2 separate regions of the Mus musculus genome follow, and region 1 is linked to region 2. A link is a contact called in public promoter capture Hi-C data. All regions are on one chromosome and are shown on one strand. The core of a region is the stretch at or near the end of the contact, and the rest is flanking DNA. Distances in the headings are between cores, read along the strand shown. Region 1 overlaps Crebrf (CREB3 regulatory factor). Region 2 overlaps Ergic1 (endoplasmic reticulum-golgi intermediate compartment (ERGIC) 1).

Region 1 (3,992 bases), core at 1,073-3,572, 160 kb after region 2:
AAATCAGGCTAGCCTGTAATTTTTGGGAAAACCTATCAAATGAAATGTGAGAAGGCAAAGAGTATAAGCTTAGGAGAAAAGAAAATTGAAAGGGGACCAGAGGAGTAAGGGTAAAGGGAGAAGAGGATAGACTGATGTGGTTAATTGGTACTGGGTATTAAATATAAAGGGAAGAGCTTGATGGGGTATAGTGTCTGAATGCAGTCTCCCCTGATTGCTGCTCGCAACCTCAATTCTCAATGGTCCTTCCTGCTTGTCCAGATGTCTGTTAAACTCTTTTTTTTTTTTTTTTTTTTTTGATTCTTTTTTTTTTTTTTTTCCCATTTTTTATTAGGTATTTAGCTCATTTACATTTCCAATGCTATACCAAAAGTCCCCCTTACCCACCCACCCCCACTCCCCTACCCACCCACTCCCCCCCTTTGGCCCTGGCGTTCCCCTGTACCGGGGCACACAAAGTCTGCGTGTCCAATGGTCCTCTCTTTCCAGTGATGGCCGACTAGGCCATCTTTTGATACATATGCAGCTAGAGTCAAGAGCTCAGGGGTACTGGTTAGTTCATAATGTTGTTCCACCTATAGGGTTGAAGATCCCTTTAGCTCCTTGGGTACTTTCTCTAGCTCCTCCATTGGGAGCCCTGTGATCCATCCATTAGCTGACTGTGAGCATCCACTTCTGTGTTTGCTAGGCCCCGGCATAGTCTCACAAGAGACAGCTACATCTGGGTCCTTTCGATAAAATCTTGCTAGTATATGCAATGGTGTCAGCGTTTGGATGCTGATTATGGGGTGGATCCCTGGATATGGCAGTCTCTACATGGTCCATCCTTTCATCTCAGCTCCAAACTTTGTTTCTGTAACTCCTTCCATGGGTGTTTTGTTCCCATGTTAAACTCTTAAGTTGTTCTTCACAGTTAAGGTCACAGTTCTTCCAGTGTTCAAGGCTGCTTGGAACTTACATCTTTATGTTTCTTTGCCAACTCTGTCTCTAGCCATGTTGTTGAATACTTCATGGTTCTGATGCAGACTTTGTTAGTCAGTTTTAGTCTGCTTGCCAGATTTCAGCACACAGCCTAGTAATGCTTTTCCTGTGTTTTACAAGAGTATGGGTTGGCAAGTTTTTGTTGTTACTGTTTTTGTCTTGTGTGGTTTTTTTCTTTTCATTTCAGTAGAGTCAACTTATCCTTTTTAGTAGTGTGTGGCTTCCTCTTCCCTTTAGCACCACCACAAGTCTCAACAAAAGGTGAAGCTGGACTCCTTTGAACGTTGTGTCAGACAAAGCACATCACTCTTGTAGTTGCTTACCAGCAAAGATCAAACTTGCTGGTCAGGAAAAATTCTTCCTTATCTTGGATTGTGGCCTTTCTGGGATTCATAGTATCTGAGGGATCAGCAGGTGTGTGCCCTGCCCCATAAGGGTCTTTATGGAAGACTGTGTCTAGACACCACTTCCATTGTAAGGGGCAGATCAGAAAGGTCCTCCTTTGCTTTATACATTTCTGTTTTCCTTACTATTAGACTCTGGATGTGTAGCTCCCATCCACATCTTCAAACAGCTGGCATCTAGCTTTTCCCAGTTTATTACCCAGAGATTCTTCTAACAGATTATGCTGGGATGCCCACCATATTTGATTTACATTTTTAGTTTTTTGAGATCACATAGGTGAATTCAAGAAAACTCAGTCTCCATGACACCATTTCCATCTTCTCAGAATTTTGATTTATACAGCGACTACACGTTTTTAAGTCTGTCTAGCCATATCCTCTTTCCTTTTCTTCCATAGCGTTTTCTCCTTGAGCAGCTAGGCAGTGGCTTTATGTATTAGAAGGTATTTAGTGTAATCTGGTGCTCTTCCTGGATCTAAGTGATAATGCTGCTTAATGTCTTAATGAATGAATATGCCATCTAAATTCATTCACTTTCACTTGACTTGAAGTGAAGCTTTGGGTTAGGATTACTTGTGCAGTATTCTAAATGTTAGTGAATGACATACTTGCACCATAAATTAACACAATTTTGTAGAACTTATTTGGGCTTTAAATTTTTTGGGGGGATACAAATTATTTCTTTTCTTGAAAGAAAGATTTAAACCAACTTGAGGGGTGCAAAAGGAAATTGTGGCTGAGAAATAGGAAGACATTTTTTGAATCAATAAAATAAGGCTAGTTATACTCCTGTCAGAGCAGTAGTCTGGGGTTGAGTGAGTGGTTTACAAAGATCCTTTTGTGATGACCAGCTCCTGAAATTCTGTTTCTTGGCAAATGGCTATGCAGTTGATGATCTTGCAAAGTTCCAGGAGAGGTGCAAAAATCAAGTTTCAGTTTCTCTTCTGAACCAACTGCCGAGTGCTAATAGAGCCTATTCTGTAGACTGGCTACAACTGGTTCGGGTTGTTAGATTGCATGGTTCAAGAACAAGAACTCACTTCCTTAAAAATGAGAGGTTATTTTTTAATTCTCATGAATGTTTTTCACAGTTGACTTTGCTTGTAGTCTGTTCAGACCATAGCTGTGTGGCTGGATGTTTTGTAAATATGGCATTCTTACTTTCTTTTTGTTGTCATTGTTTGGTTTTTTTGAGGCACGAGATCTACTGTAGTTCAGGCTGGCCTAGATTTGATATATACCTTCAGTTGACTTTGAACTCCTGATCCTCTCACCTCTACTTCCCAAGTGCCAGGATATATAGTGAACTACACTATATATCCTATCCTATCCTAATTTAATCATGTCAACAAGAAATGAGTTAGATAATTATGGCAGTATATCAACAAAAGAGAAGCAGGGTCAAGAAGAGAATCAAGAAATCATTTATCAAAACATGTTTTAGTATCTTTTATGTTAGGCATTGCATATATTAGGTATTAATTATATGTAAATTAATGGAATCCTTGCCTTAACAGAATTTAGAGTTGAACAGATGTATTTGCTCTTGGGATTTTTCAGTCATTCTTCCCTCCCATTGTAGTGGTGGGGATTGAGCCTTCAGCCTTCCACGTGGTGTGCCATAGCTACTCCACCATGAAGCAGCCTCCCCAGATCCTCTGAAAGTCATGCTTTTATTTTTATTTTTTGAGACAGGGTCTCTCTGTAGCCCTGGGTCCTGGAACTCACTATGTAGACCAGGCTAGCCCTGAACTAATAAATCTGCCTGTTCTTGCCTCCTGAATACTGGGATTAACTGCGTGTACCACTCTAGCAGGCTCTTTCAGAGTGTGTTAATATGTTTCTGTGCTCTGTGGCTTGGCCAGCCAGGGATGGAGGAGCATGGTTTTGTAAAACTTAACTTGGCCACAGATTCATTTTGAGTGGTGGTGGTTAGACTTCTGTTATAGACAAGAGTTCCTCTGGGCAAATTTTGTGAGAAGAATGAGTGGCTGTGGATGTTAGATCAGTGAGTAAGCATGTCAGTTTTCATTTTACTTGGTTCCATGGCCTTTATATTGAACAGTGTGTGGCTGGACACACTCTGTGAGTTGGGAGCGGAAAGGTAATAAATTTATAGGACATGCTAGTAGAAAAGATTGGGTCAGAAAGCTGCCAGCTCCTAAATGCTCCTTGGGAGCATTGAACACAGAAGTAAATCTAGTACCTGTTTTGGGTGGGATGAAGAAATAAACATTGCTGTGACTATGAATTTGGCATACAGTGAGCAAGACTTTTAGACCACTCAACCAGTTAGGTAGAATAGTGCAATGTGGACCCAAAGCTGGGCTCCCTGAATCCTAAGAGCTGACCCAGCTCAGTTTTGCTATTCGTGCCAGGCTCCTCTCATCATGTCATTCTGTGCAGCTGAGGCAGTCAATTCTTAGAAACATCAAATGAGTTCCATGAGCATTGAGTGAATAAACGAGTCTTGCCACCTGCAGACTAGCAAAGGTAGATGCTAAGGGAACATACTGAAATATGGTGGGAAAGGGGCTTGCTTAAGAAAGTGGAATGAAGTCTGTCCCTATGCTTTGGACTGGGTAGAACAAGATGTGTAAAACACTG
Region 2 (3,861 bases), core at 917-3,416:
AATCCCAGCACTAGGGAAGCTCAGCCAGGAGGATTGAGAGTTCAAGGCCAGCCTGGGCATAGAGTGAATTTGAGGGCAGTGTAGTGAGTTCTGCTTCAAAAACAAAAATAAATAATCCACAAACGCAGGAGCGCTTGCATCGAATTCGCCTCAGTGAATATCTGGAAGGTGTGCCTCACGTTCCCATGCTTGTGTCCTTGGCAGACATTACTAATCCATCTCAGCATGCACACACCAGGTCAGGGCTCAGCCTCAGCTGCAGGGCTTCTAGACCTGTAGACCCGATCCCTTTCATGGAAACTTCCCTGGACTCCAAGTCCCCATTGAGCTCTGCGGCTTTCACTCAAGCCTCTGCTCTCCTACTGCCTACAGTGCAGTGCTCCCTGTTCTGGTATAAGTGTGTATCGTTGTCAAGATTCAAGGCTGAGGTCACAAGCTGATTGGCTGTCCTCAAGCCAAATCTGATGCATAGATATTTGCTCAGCAGTTCTTTTTATTCTTTAAAAACAGTAGTTGGCAGACTGTTTTTTAAAAATAGTAGTGCCACATAAGACCTCCAGGTCTCTGGGTTTCCCAGATCTGACAATTCTAGGGCCTCTCCAGTCACTTCAGGGCCTGCCTGGCCCATTTCTCCATGACCAGGACCTCTGGAGCCTTATTCTATATGCTCTACTTTGGAGACGTGAGGTGTGGTTGGCTTGATGTTTCTAGAGGGAAGATTACTCTCCTCTCTAAACGCTTCTCTGGGGAATTAGCACTAGGCTTCTGGTTTCCCGTATGGTTTTCTTCAGAGCCAGAGCCAGGTGAGCCGGAAGCTGTGGAGGTAAGTGCAGGCTGTAGTGACTGGCCTGCTTACATTGATGCTATCTGTGACTGTCACTGCCAGCAGGGCCGGAAACTGCCAGGCTCCAACACTCAGAGCTCTGTACGTTCCCAGGCACATGTGGCTCAGTAGGCCGTTAGTTGCTTCAAGATGATATTCCTACTTCAAGACTGCTGGGGGGCCAGGTGTGTGTGTGTGTGTGTGTGTGTGTGTGTGTGTGTGTGTGTGTGTGTGTGTGTGTGTGCTGGAGAGGTGGCACAGCAGTTAAGAGCACTGACTGCCCTTCCAGAGGTCCTGAGTTCAATTCCCAGCAACCACATGGTGGCTCACAACCATCTGTAATGGAATCGGATGCCTTCTTCTGGGTGTCTGAAGACAGCTACAGTCCATAGCTTTGAGGATGAGATACCACCACCAGTTTAAGTAAGACAACATAAGGCTATGCTGTTCATTCCTGAACACAATACACGGGTTTAATGACTACATAGTGAAGGTGATGACAGGGCTGGGGCTGCATCAGAAGGGACAGGCGGGTCAGCTGGCTTCAGCTGCAGGAGGAATGTGTGAGCTGAGTTTTGAAGAACTACCTTGGACATTAGTCTGTTCCTCCCGTTCCACCTGAGTCTGCCTCCCTGCATTGCAGGAACCTTCCAGGTGTGTGCTGGCCACTGGGCCTTTGGTCTTGCTGTCCTTGCTGCCTAGAATGTTCTCCTTAGATATGCACTTGGCTGTTGGCCTGTGTAATCCGGGTCTCTATTATTTGACTCCTTGTCAGACTTAGCAGGCACCTCTCTCCTCACTCCTGCACTGTGTCCTTTTTCTTCAAACGCTTACCAGTGCTGACGTGTGTTCATATCTGATTGTTGTCTTTCTCACCAGAGCTCAGATGACTCGAAGGCAGGAAGGTGACATCGCTGTATTCCCAGCACCCAGCCCTGTGCCGGGTCCATAGCAGCTACTCAGTAATGTGGAAGAAAGGCAGATAGGAGAGAGAGAGAGCGCAGATGGGGTGCAGAGGGCACAGCCAGCCATGTAGAAAGGCCTGAGGGTCTTCCAGAGACAAGAGTATAGGTGGCACCATGGGACAGAGAGAAGGGCAGACCAACCAGGCCTCCTGAGACACAGCCTAGCTATCTTCATTTTCTCACAGATAACCAGCCTGTCCCAGGAAGTGGACATTGCTAGCCACCCTCATAGGAAAGAGCTCTCCAGAACCGGCAGCCAGGCCTGTGCAGCCCACTTCCTTCCTTCCTTCCTTCCTTCCTTCTCTGGGCCCCACCACAGAGGATTGTGAGAAGTCTCCTCACAGTAATGTGATGGGCAAATTTTTCAAGTTCACAGTTTCCTGCCAGGCCCCACAGTCAACCATCCCAGCTGTGAAGGCTGACCCCAGCTCACTGAGTGACCGTGAGCCTTTCCAGGAACTGCCCTGTGCCCGTGGCTCCTCCCACTCTTTTCTCCAGACTTGTTTCTTCTTGTCTTTCTAGAATCAGGATCTCCATCTGAGTGTCTTCTTCTCTGGGTTTTCTAAGCCTTACTCTTATTAGAAATAGGGCTAAGTCTGTTTTTTTTTTGTGCCTTGAATTGCCATCTAGTTTTGAAGATCAGATGAGGCAATATGAGTTAAGACTCAAGCTCAGTAGACGTCATTCACTTCCAGGTTAAAACCTTCATCTGGTCTTTTTATCCAGACCCAGCCAGACTCGCCCTTCAGTTACTTCCCAAGATCACAGAATGCTGTCCAAAGGTTTTCTCAGCAACACTGAGCCCAGTGACAGACCCAAAGGACGTGCAGACTCCACTCAAGGGCACCTTCCGAAGCTATTCCTACAGGCTACCCTCCCCAGTGCCCTCCTGAGTATGAGAAATACTATCCCCAGGCCCCACCATCCAGCCCCTGTTTGTTGGTTTTAAACCTGTTGGAAGCCCGCCCCTGGCAGGAAGCCACAAGCATGAGAATCTAGTCCAGGAATAGCGCTCCCTGCTCAGCATTTAAATGCTGCTGTATTTTTACCCCATGATGGGTCACTTTTGAAAGCCCTCGCTCATGTTCTCTCCCTCTAAGAATACATTTCCATTTATAGCGTCTGTCCAGGGGGTGTGGGGCTCAGGAGAGCATCCTGTTTCACTTCAGGGGATTCCTGTTCACCAGCAGGAAACCTGAATCCAGGCCAAGCCCCAGGTGTCTTTCTACTTCCAGGGTCTGAGCTAATCTGACTGTTACAGGCTGGGAGACAGGTGGGGGTTCGGGCCGCTTGCCAGCTCTGTACTGCCTGGGTCTCCAGGCAGTACAGCATTGTGGTTCTGCCGCTCTGGGGTACTCTTTCTCCTTCATTCACCCACCAAATGCTCACAGCTTTCTGTTAGCACAGGTTCTGTAAGGGTACAGGAGGACCATGCTGAGCAGGGGCAGTGAAGGCCCTGGAGGGGTGAAAACAGTTAGGGTGTGGTTGGGAAAAATTATCGCTTTGGTTCCTCGTCAGGCTCCAGTCCCCATTCAGATTCTGTGAGCCTAGACAAGTGATTTGGCTTCTGTGAACCTCCTGCATTTGTTAATGGTGTTCCCTGGGTGGTGGGCAGGATTAAGCAAGATAGAAACAATCAGGTGTCTAAGTAGTAGTACCTGGCCCAGGAGGTGGGAGTGTGTGTGTGTGTGTGTGTGTACCCTAGGCCCCTCCCATATCCGACTGTTGACTAGGGTAACTCAGGTGGGTTTAGGCTGAAGGTCTTATGAAGGTGGGTGTCTGTTGTTCTCAGAAATGGGTGTGTGCTATCTCAAATGCCTGAGCCCCTCCTGAACAGCACTTAGTGACCCTCAGCCCACCTTGCAGTCAAGCCCAGCATCTGAGAATCTGATGGTTTCCTGGAAGATTCTGAGGGAGTGTGTATGGACCCCACTTGGAGGTGTGCCACCCCTCCACCCACCTTGCACTTGTCTCTCGGGGCCTCTGTGGGGTGCCTGAGGATCTGGGTCTCACAGTGTAGCCCAGCGGTGGAGTCAGGCAGTACACATGTAACTGCAAGCAGAGAGGGAAGAA

Evidence for each region. Capture Hi-C pulls out chosen DNA fragments and counts their contacts.
Region 1: a promoter capture Hi-C map of liver shows a contact between it and region 2. The contact joins two enhancer-like sites. A contact is called at or near these places in 1 of 39 promoter capture datasets (hippocampal neurons) and 3 of 9 other capture datasets (adipose tissue, liver and pancreatic islet).

Annotation. Positions count from the first base shown.
Region 1 is chr17:26,751,334-26,755,325 of GRCm38.p6, forward strand. All of the region lies in intron 4 of Crebrf (CREB3 regulatory factor), which reads left to right. Among named protein-coding and RNA genes, the nearest start is that of Bnip1, 28 kb to the right of the region's middle. Within about 2 kb of position 2,323, at least 69 of the 459 cell types and tissues checked have an H3K27ac peak or open chromatin away from gene starts, as enhancers often do. A contact at or near this core is called in adipose tissue and liver, where this site is marked.
Region 2 is chr17:26,593,500-26,597,360 of GRCm38.p6, forward strand. All of the region lies in intron 1 of Ergic1 (endoplasmic reticulum-golgi intermediate compartment (ERGIC) 1), which reads left to right. Among named protein-coding and RNA genes, the nearest start is that of 1700049J03Rik, 29 kb to the left of the region's middle. Within about 2 kb of position 2,167, at least 148 of the 459 cell types and tissues checked have an H3K27ac peak or open chromatin away from gene starts, as enhancers often do. A contact at or near this core is called in adipose tissue and liver, where this site is marked.